Linked DNA regions of Zea mays: regions 1 and 3 are each linked to region 2. A link is a contact called in public Hi-C data. All regions are on one chromosome and are shown on one strand. Each heading gives the region's core, a stretch centred on a gene start, on an enhancer-like site or on the middle of the called end of the contact. The rest is flanking DNA. Distances are from core to core; before and after follow the strand shown. Region 1 holds the start of LOC100194098. Region 2 holds the start of LOC100276415. Region 3 holds the start of LOC100303791 (AAA ATPase containing von Willebrand factor type A).

Region 1 (3,667 bases), core at 833-3,332, 390 kb before region 2:
CTTCATGTTCCTTTTCCATGTGAGGGAGATTGATTGTTGTGCTGGATTTGATTTGGCTGAGAGTTGAATGATGAAGCGATGGTGTTTCTCATGGCCTGTGAGAGAAGGTAAAGGGAGGTTGGAGATGGCAGCTGGGGTCCATCTGTTCATTGTTTGGGGGGGATTTTAATTTAGGGAACAAGAATTAGAAAGTCTGTTGGTTACAGGTTAACTTATCGGGATAGCCCTCCAAATTAGGACATATGAGCTGTTTGGTTCAACTTCAAGCAAACTTACCTGGCATGCCGTGCGTTCCTAGCCGCCCAATTTAGATCGCCTGGGGTCTGGATTGTTGCTTGAACGTTCTGCCTGGGAGGGTTCGATCCAAACATCCCTAGAAAAGTGAATAATGGAGAAACTTCTGGTGAAGGTATAGGTGCAAAGGAGCACTCCAATTTGATGGGTATCTTAGCACCATGAGCTTCACTTAGAGCTGTTGGGTATGTAGAAAACTTTGATGGTAGCACTTTTAGTGTGGTACCATATATCTCATTCATGCGCAAATCAATGTCTTAAGAACAACAAGAATGAATGCTAATTATGCTAAATGTGCTATTTTTAAATATTCATCCTTTTTTGTGTTTCTAAGGATATTAATATTGAATCTTGTATTCTGTGCTAACATGCAGATGCTAATGCAAGCAATTCTTGAATCACTGAAAGACTATGAACAGTCGAATACAAAAAATGTGCAATCCACTGCATCTGATCCTGCATCTAAAGCCAATGGTACTGTAAAAGACTGCAATGGTGTTGCTGCAGCAGCATTGGAGCAAGATGCATCCTCATTTGATGCTCCTGACAAGCATACGAATGTCCCCAACAGTGGAGAAAAAGTCAGCGAAGGGCAAAGTACAGATTGCAACGCCGGAAAGAGCAGTGCTTCGGTCTCTGCTTCTGGTTCCTCAGAGCCCCTGGCACCAACACAGATGGTGAATGGACAACCTGCTTCGGTAGACTCCCAGAAAGTGACCCAGAATGCCAATGGAGAGGATGGCACAAGAGCAACTTTGGTAGTTCAGAAGAGCCGGACAGGCGGCCTGATAGAAAAATGGGGTTCCTTCTTCAAGAACAACGACTAAGGCGAGGAAAGATAGACGATGACACCTTTGACAATACGTGTTCCGTTGTGTTCATAGTCATAGAATCGCCGTTGGCTGATGTCCAGCTTGATTGGTTTTACGTGTAAAATGGAAAGGAAACAGGTGATTTCAGGACGTTCGTGTGTATATAGAAGGAATTGTAGCGCCCCCATTGATTTATACCATCTCTCAACTTCCACTACTTTCGGTTGCGGTGAATTGGCAAGACCTTTGTTCTTACTAATGTGCTGTAGACTTGTAGCATAATTTGAAAGCTGATTATTTTGTAGTTTTTTAAATAGTAAAGGGTAATGTGCCTCTTAACGTAGAGTTGAATTCTTACACGAGCAATAGGGTCAATTTTTTAAATTGTATTTAATGTCCAAAAAAAATCATTGTAGTTTGTTTTGCGTAAATTTATGTGTGGTACTTCGTCTTGGACTTTGAGGTAGCAAACTGAAAGCGAAACGCCGGTGATGTACTGCCGCCCGCCTCGACGTCAAGAGGATGTGGAGTAGTCTATCTTCTCGCCGATACGAGTATACGGGGGCGGAGATCCTTTTTCTGGGGTCAGTGATTTTCTGGATATCTAATGAAAAAATAGTGTTAATAACAAGAGTTCTATACTGAAGATACTGATAATCCGATAAAATATTTGCTTGAGTATACGACGGTTGATCCAGGAGCAGGCTGGTGGGAATGGCCGAATGGGTTGTTTTGCTGCATTCTCTGGAAGACAATAATATGGGCTCGCTGATACGGTATACGACGGTTGACAACGGAAGACAATATAGTATGCCCATATTGTGCTTGGAATACTCGTATAACGTATACCGATCTACTGGGTTTGGACTTTGGACCGTTAGTCCCAATGGTGGGACCGGCCAATTTAACCCACAGGCCCCGGCCCTAGTGCCCCGCCCGCGCGGCTGTGCATTTGCCAGTGTTGTCCCTGCGATTCGAGTGGATGGGACCGGCCCATGCCCACCCAGACTAGCTGAGTCGCACCCGTCCATCTCCCTCGCCGCGTAAACCCCCCCCGGCTCGTTCGACTGCCGACTCGGCCGCGCTCGCCTCTGTTCAATCACCGGCGACGGAGGACGCCGAGGAGGCTCTTCGCCGCCGAGTCCATTTCTGCGAGATCCCCGCCGAGCAAGAAGCGCAGCACCGCGTCTGCCTGCACCAGCGGGTGGCCGGCCGCGTCTCCTTCCGAGTCCCGAGCGCCTGCCGCCAAACTTCTGACGAGTGTCAGTGACATCGGGTCGGGTTCGCTGGAGAACTGAGGGGGGCTTGCCGCCGACGCGATGAACGCCTCCGCAATCCCGTCCCCCGCAGGGGTACGGTATGGACCACTGCCCGCGCCCCTCTTCTCGTCCTTCCACTTCTGACGAGTGTCCGTTGATCTGCCCGTGTTTCTCCCGCCTTCTCATTGAATCGACGCCTTACAACGGAGGATCACCAGTTCGGAAGGACCGGACCGTGCTTCTACAGTTCTGCTATGCATGTCTGATCGATCGATCTCGCCGATGCAGGGAGGCCGGTTCTTCACGGGCTTCACCAAACTGTGCAAGGGCCTCGCCGTCATCATCTTCCTCGTCCACATTTTGGTCCACCTCTTCCCTTCAGCCGCCACCTATCTCACGCTGATACCAGCCAGGTACCCACTGTGATTCCTGAACCCTCAGGGTTAGCCGAGCTACCTGCTCTTCACTATTTGCCTGAGCCGCGATCAGTCATATCTAATCTGTACCCACATTCACTTACTGTTCAGTTTGTTTAATTGGAAAATCATTTTACTCACGTTTCCCTTCCGTTGTTGCTCAGTTGTGTTTAACTGAAATCAGAAAAAATAGTTTTCTGAACGTAATCTGCACTCCCGTTCAGTTATTGCCAATGCTGGGCAACTGCAATTTCATGCAGTGTACACACCGATTCGATTATTGGCCAGTTGCGTTTAATTTGAATTTTTACTAATTTGCATTTCTCTTTTGGTTACTGCTCAGTCGCCTTGAACTGAAATTAGAAATGAAAAAGGTTTCTAAACGGCAGTAGTTAATGCTTAATTCAAATATGATGTAAGTTTCACTTTCCATTTCCATTTCCACCTATGTTACACTGTTGGAAATGACCATATATAACTACCTCAATCTACATACTACGATCCTGACTGTACCATTTCTTCATAGTAGATTACATGAATAACTCTTTCCCAATTAACTAGAGGTGTTCTCTGTACAGGACAATCCCTTTTGCTTGGAACCTGATTACCGCTTGTTATATTGAGCAAACAATTCCAGGGGTATATTTCCTTAACACATCTCCAGTGGTCCAATATACCAATTCACCATTCTGTGGTTATGTTTGCTCTTCCTGCTGACCAAACATCAAAACAAAAGGTCAACTCTAAGCGCGTAAACAATTGTGAGGAATGCTATAGTATTTCATATGTTTTATGTTTCCCATTGTATTGTCTCCTATGCCTGTGAAATACCCGAAATGTGGTGCTTGATGTGTACTTTAATTTGAAATCATGTTATTCTGTTATC
Region 2 (3,659 bases), core at 357-2,856:
TTTTCACTTCACAATACATCAGTACACCAACACCAAGACATTTAAGCAACTTGTTAGGTACTATTGAACTCAATGACTATAGTGCACATTTCTATCTCAAAGTATAGAACCTAAAACTTGAGGAAGATGGTTGTATTTTTATGACCCCTTAGTCCAGAATCATAGGTGCTCCATTAAACCTATACTGGTTACGAGTTTTCTAAATACGTTGAGTATAAGCCCTTTAGTGAGCAGACCTGCAAACATTTGCTCTGTACGTATATGTATATGCTCATGGTCAATTATTTGATCATGAACTCTCTTCTTTATAACATAATATTTAATGTCAATATGCTTGACAACAACACTTGAGAAAGCTAAGTGATGGTAACACAATTTATATGGTTAGATCTTGTATGTCTATCTTAAGTGGTTGAGAAAATGGTTAAGGTGTGCCACGCATGTACGCGCCGCCACCGAGCCAAAGCGAGACAAGGCGTGATCACGGTCAGTCGGGTCACAACATGGTGTGATGTAGACACAGAGCGTGCAGGGAATCAAAATGTCACAGAGTTAGAGCGTGTGCAAGGAGTTTTAGAAGTTTCATAGCTTGTAACTCCAGAAGTTACTCGTCCGGTTGTGAAGTTTCCTTATGATCTCCCACACCCGCTCGATTTTCGCGTCGTATAATCTTTCGGGTTCGCTTGGTTCTCCCGATGTCTAATCTCCTATGTCTCTTTGATTCTCCTTGTTCACCTATATAAACTCCATCTTGTCTTTGTTTATCGGTTCGCTTTCGCTGATGTTGTTTTAGCTGTTAGCCAAGCACTCAGTTTTAGTTCTTGCGCACACAAACACAGGAAGAACAGGCCTTCGAAACAAGTGTCGTCCAAGAGTTCACCTGCTCGGGTTAAGGACGATAAACACAATTTTGGGTAGTGTTCGTAAGCGCCATGATTGCTCGCTTGCTCCTCTCATTTTTGGTGCTAAGCTATGTTCTCTCCTTCATGGTATATTGCTTTGGTAGTGATCAACACAATTACATACCAACACTGCATCTAACGAAATGGCTACATCGACTAGCGCCGCTAGGTATGTTTTGTCTTCTTGATTGTTTAAAGTCTTGTTTCTTTGTACTTCTTATATGTTTATCGTGATAAAATGGAACGATGTCACCAAGTTGTCATTATACTTTTTCTAGATTAAACTACAATTAAAAATATCTACATATCTAGCACTAACATAATGTCAGAAAGTTGTATCGTAAAAACTAAAATAGTGTATATTCTATAAAGTTGTGTTCAACAGATCGTATATATGGTAGCAGTATATGGTAGCAGTAATGTCATATTCTTAAAAAGTTGTCTCATAAAAACTAAAATAGTGTATATTCTATAAAATTGTGTTCAGCAAATCATATACATGGTCATGTAATATATTATAGATAACACTATTTATCGAGTGAAACTTGAAATAAAAATGTGTAATAGAAAATGTGATATGAGAAATACCGGAGATAGTCTCGTGAAGACCAAAAACATCAACAACCTGTGCGCCGGGACCCTCGAAGAAACAAAGAAAAAAGGTGTGCGCTGGCAGATCGGCACACGCTCGCCCTTTCTAGACCGGGGGTCGTCCTGCAACGCGGAGCGAGGAGGCTGCGAAAGAGACCACAACGCCGCGCAGCCGGCAGGCCGGCCGTCGCGTGGCTCGTTGATACGCCCGCGAACCGCGACCCCGCGTACGCCATGGTCCGGCCTGCGCTTATCCGGCGACATTACTCACGAGGCGATGGCGATGCGAGGAAGGACAGCTAGGACCTATCCTTATTTAAACCCTGACGCCACCTTGTGCTGTTCAAGGAGTGAATACTGAACAGTCCAGTCAGTCGTCTCTACCTCATACGCCTGACGAATCTTGATTCTTGAGGTGAGCCTGCCTCTCTCGTCTCCCTCTTCCCCTCGATGCTTCTTGCTCCTCCTGCAGCTGTAACCCTAGATCTGTGGGGGTTTTTTTTGGGTGGTGGGTGGTTCTGATTCAGTTTCCTGCCCGTGATTTCTTCTCTCACCAGCAAGACGCGGTCACTCCAATAGAACTATGCACAACCTGTTCGTCGCCTCCTCCCAGTGCCTGGCCAAAAGACTGATTGGTTTAAGCTTCACCAAAAAAAAAAGAGACTGATTGACTTCCCAACTTATGTTTCACTAGATTTTAGTTCATTACTAAGCAAGTGCTCAGCTCTTTTGTTGGCAATGAAGCAACCATAACATTGCTTCTATGGCCAATTGAAATGGCTAGTTCCATTCACTGTCATAGTGCAATACAAGCGCCAGGAAGAGTATCTGTGATGTAAATAACAGCTGTTGATTTTAGGACAGTCGTATTGATTTTGTGCTGCCGAGCAGGCTTGGAACTGGATGCCTTGGTTTTCCAGATCTGGGAGTTTGGTCGTTTTGGCCTACTCTGCACCGCTATTGAGATCCTCTCTTTCTATTAAGAAATTTAACTGATGGGCCAAAGTTTCAGCAGCACACTACATATTTTTTTTCTTTGAAGCAACATCTCACTAAAGTCATCTATCTACTCATTGGATGACTTTGGAGATCTGTTGATATAATATCAATTGGTATGCTGAGAAGAAACTAACCATAGTCCTGTGTTGTTATGCTCCAGCTTGATTGGGTGTCATCTCTTTTAGCTGCAACTGCAGCTGGCTGTGATCATGGCATCGCTGAGTGCTGACCTCTTTTACGACATACTCAAGCGTCTCGATGCTGCAGCTCTGGCAAGAGCAGGCTGTGCCTGCGCTGATTTTCGTGCCATATCAAATGAAGAGGATCTGTGGGAAAATGCCTGCACATCTCTGTGGCCATCAATGAGACGAGATGACGTTAGGAGCTTAATTGCCTCTGCTGGTGGGTTCAGGAAGTTCTATGCGGATTGTTTCACACTTATACTGAACAAGGACGTCCCTGTGGTTCAAGCCAATGAAACTAACTTCTTTGCCGAAGAATGGGCTGAGTCTTGACTACTACTACTACGACGACGGCGGCATGGACGATTCTGAAAACTCATTGCCTTCGGATTTCGTGTCTTTGATCGATGTATGGTACAAAGGCCATGCGCTCTACTCGAAGGTCATATGGGGAATTCCCAGCTCAGACAGTGCCAATGGATGGTTCTACAACTACCCGTTCCGGATCGACCTGTCTCAACACTCGGCTGAAAACAACGAGAACAACAACGGAGATGTATTCCTATCCACTGTCAGTGGCGTGTCACCGGTACCCTCAATGGAGCAAGAAAGGAAAGACGGCAAGCTATGGAGGGAGTTGAACGATGGTGTAAAGCTGAGCTGGATTGTTGTCAACAAGAAGATGAAGAGGGCAGTGAACCTGACGAGCTGGCACCCGCTGAGCGGGCAGAGGCACTGGCCGACCGATGCTGACTTCGTTCTGCGGTTCGGGTCTGTGCTTCCGGCGAAGGAGGTCCTGCCCTGCCAGGTGGCGGAATGCATCCTGCTGATGAAGTTCCGCGTGACAGGCATGGGCGGCGAGGAGGCTGGGGAGCCTTCGACGCTCGCGCTGACGGAACTGAGCATGCAGATCCAGGACATGGGCGGCGTCCATCTCAACGGCCGCTGCAGCCTCCTCCTCCTCAAGGAGGCGCTGAGCTGCCAC
Region 3 (3,413 bases), core at 306-2,805, 280 kb before region 2:
AGATAACCTTTTGGAATATTGAAGTGGTAGGCTGTTTGTTACATTGGCAGTGCTTTCGTCGTCTTTTCTGTTTCATCTGACATCCCGTCTGTTTCAGGCCCTGACGCTTTTCTTAAGTCTGTGGGGGATTTAACCTGGGAGAGTCCGGTGGTCTCTGCTTCGGATTGAAGGCACTCACGGACCACTCCAGGAAAGCGGGAGCTGCTGGTACCTGCCTCCTTGTACATATGTATCTCAATGATTCTATGGCGGTCGCGCTGCCTGATTTGCCCTTGTATCCATCCTACCACACGGGGAGCTGAATTGTAGGGATAGGGGTGTCTTAGATTGTACTTACTATTTGTTGGTGCCAGTCTCCGATTCCATTGCTGATGTCCGTTCCTGAATTCCTCCTGGCCTCAGCCGAAACTGTTGAGAGTACACCGTACATATATGCCAAAAAAGAGTGAAATACAAGTCATTTTGCCCTTTGCACCTCTGCTGTGCTGGTGACTTGACCGATTCGTAAAAAGCCCCTGCATCTGCTAAGACCTGCGTGCATTGCATTGCTTGTCAAGGTACAGAGAACAAACTGATGTTCCATCTGGACAGTTTCAGCTCTGATTGTTCATTTATTTTCAACCCTATTCTCGTGTGTGTATGTATATATAGAGAGCGAGTTCATACGGTGGAACTAATGACTTGCGATTGATCATTATTGTTTCCCTAGAAAACTAAAATCTTTCGTTCCGTTTAATTTATGAATGGTGATATGGCTGGTGTCGTTCCAAAGATTGACAACACCACTACCTACTGGTGTCACGGTAGGTTCCATGAAAAGTAGTAATCTTTATAGCTTATATTCATTTGATTGAGATCGTTTGTACTGGTGACCGATTAGTATTTGTGATGATCTCTGAAAGGTGGTTTGTTTTAAATGTCTGAAGTCGTCAAACGTTTCTTTCTTTATTAACCATCAATTCCTAGAAGTTTAATATAGTTTATCATAACAAGGTTTGTGTTTTTAGATGATCCATGAGAAATATGCTCATAACATATATAGAGAACATTGAAATATTTGGCTTCTAACAAAGCTAAAACTACACGGGTTGGAGTGTGTCGTCGTTCAATACTTCAGATTTTGGTGTTGGTTGTATTGTCAATAGCGTGGTGGCGTCAACGTTTAAAAGAGTCGTCCTCGTCGAACATCTGAGATGAAGCCGTCAATGCAAATGTCCTCTAGAATGCCAGTGTGTTGCATGCATGACCAAAGAGCCACTAACCTCTCATCAGCAAGCAAGCAGTGCAGTGTACCCCGTGTGTGTATGGATGCAATGCATGTTTGGCCTGGCTCGATGCACGCCACCGGTATGAAGCACCTAATTCAGAGCATGCACCGATGATCGGCTCACTCCTACTCGTCTCGTCTCGTCTGGTTGTGCAGGAACGAAGCGCCTAAAAATCCTGACCGTGCAGCGTCTCACCCAACTACTTGAATTAATCCACGTCTTTATATAAACAAGTCGCACGCCGCCAGCGAGCTAGGAAGAGAGGCTAGTCCACAGCGGCTGAGCACTGTCTAGCAGCTAGGCCGCAAGTCGATGGCGGCCCCGGCGCCTCACGTCGCGGTGAGCGCCGCCGCCGTCCTCCTCCTCCTCCCGTTCCTCCTCGCGCCCCTCGCCGTCGCGCAGCCGCCCAAGAGCGCCAAGGCGTTCTGCATTAGCCAGTTCGCCATCGCTAGCCAGGCCTGTTCTATCCTGCCGCCGAGTCCACCCGACGAGCACCACCACCACGACGATGAGGACGACGACGACGACGACGAGCATGATGACCGCAGCGACCGCCGCAGCCACCACGCGGCGGCCATCAGCATCTCGGGCCTGCTGGCGAGCAATAACGGCAGCCACGGCGTCGTCTCTGGGAACCGCACCGTTGGTCACCACCCACACCAAGGCAACCGCACCCGCGGCGGGCACGGGCGCGGGCGCGGGCGAGGCCGTGGGCGTGGCCGACGTGGGCGTCTGCGGGATGACGACGACAACCATGACGCCGACGATCCTGACCACGACGATGACCATGACGACGATGATGACCACGACGACCACCATGACACCGACGACCCAGATCACGACGACGACCACGACAATGATGACGACGACGACGACGACGATGACCACGATCACGAACACCACGACGAGGAGCTCCGCGCGTACCGCGACTGCTGCCGATGGCTCAAAGAGGTGCAGAAGGAATGCGTCTGCGAGGCGCTGCTGCGGCTGCCCCCCTTCCTCGTCAAGCCGCAGCACACTTACGTTGTCAGGGTCGGCAGGACGTGCAATATCACCTACCGCTGCGGCGGCGTCTAGCTAGCTCCATCTCCATCTCCATGTCGCTGCTGGCCGCACATCCACCGTACGACGTCCATGTAGCCGCCGCTCATGGCCGGAGTTCCATTAACTGCTGCCGCGCGCGTGCTTTCTTTACGATTACATGCATGATGTCTCGTCATTTTGTTCACGTATGTTATATAAATATATATATGTTAGGTAGACATGGGGTGTTTGATTTAGATATGTGGTTGCAATGTTGGTTGTCCACGTCCCGTAGTTTTGAATGATAACGCAACCCCTGAAAAATTTTCTACATGTCTCTTTGGTAATAATTTACTCCTATTTTTACTAAATGCTAGTACATCCTTATTTTAAATTTGACAAGTCGATAGTAAATATTATCAAATTTTTTTTATACTATATAAGCATTGTCATCATCTGGACTGAATAATGTCAAGACACGCTCAAGTGTCCCGGCAAAAACTTTACCGAGTGTCACCTCGTACTCGGTAAAGAAAAGTCGCCGTCACGGCGCAAAGTAATGGTGACAGAGCCTTTATCAAGTGTCCTAACCAACATTCGGCAAAGACTTCCTATTTGCCGAGTGTCCGATAGAATACACTCGGCAAAGAGCCGAATTCCGGTAGTGTACACACTACAAGTCGATTATTGACCTAGCCCCCCAAGGCTTCATGTGCCTTGAGCATCCGTTAGATAAGCTTTGAACCCCTTTGTGCCTTGGATAATCTAGCAGATAAGGTCCTAAAACCCTTACCTTAAAAACCTCAGGCCTCAGGGCACAAAGCGAATAAGTCCCTAGGGCCCTGGATAATCTTAAAGGAAATGGATTGTCTTGTATGTAAATAAAAAATCGTATTCAATGTTTTATTTCCTTTATAAATATAGTATCGCTCTAACATCCATGTAGTTAGGCTCGCTATGATCAGTTTATGATATATACTGATACTAATTATACTACACGGTGTAGATATTTATGCAGTTCGGTACACTGCGTAAAAATCTGTTACTTGCTGCATGCGCACAAAATTAGAATGACAAAAATATACGATGAAAGGAAATAGATTGGTATGTATGGAAACAAAA

What was found. Hi-C and Micro-C count contacts between places; a contact is called where the count stands out from the background.
Region 1: a Hi-C map of leaf shows a contact between it and region 2, with 2.7 times the contacts expected there. The contact joins the promoter of LOC100194098 here to the promoter of LOC100276415 in region 2. A contact is called at or near these places in 7 of 25 Hi-C or Micro-C datasets (bundle sheath, ear, endosperm and 3 more).
Region 3: a contact with region 2 is called in a Hi-C map of leaf, with 5 times the contacts expected there. The contact joins the promoter of LOC100303791 here to the promoter of LOC100276415 in region 2. A contact is called at or near these places in 10 of 25 Hi-C or Micro-C datasets (bundle sheath, ear, leaf and 3 more).

Annotation. Positions count from the first base shown.
Region 1 is chr1:62,467,159-62,470,825 of Zm-B73-REFERENCE-NAM-5.0, reverse strand. It overlaps LOC100194098, which reads left to right and starts at 2,082. Exons shown (of 8, transcript NM_001401391.1): 1 at 2,082-2,458; 2 at 2,654-2,778; 3 at 3,360-3,420. The coding sequence starts at 2,426. LOC100274107 (alpha/beta-Hydrolases superfamily protein) reads left to right here. Exons shown (of 14, transcript NM_001415957.1): 14 at 669-1,501. The coding sequence ends at 1,121.
Region 2 is chr1:62,080,948-62,084,606 of Zm-B73-REFERENCE-NAM-5.0, reverse strand. LOC100276415 reads left to right here and starts at 1,606. Exons shown (of 2, transcript NM_001150214.2): 1 at 1,606-1,908; 2 at 2,653-3,659. The coding sequence starts at 2,967.
Region 3 is chr1:62,360,045-62,363,457 of Zm-B73-REFERENCE-NAM-5.0, reverse strand. LOC100303791 (AAA ATPase containing von Willebrand factor type A) reads left to right here and starts at 1,555. Exons shown (of 1, transcript NM_001165425.1): 1 at 1,555-2,610. The coding sequence starts at 1,581. The coding sequence ends at 2,345. It overlaps LOC103644661 (protein HUA2-LIKE 2), which reads left to right. Exons shown (of 12, transcript XM_020546382.1): 11 at 1-26; 12 at 98-750. The coding sequence ends at 6.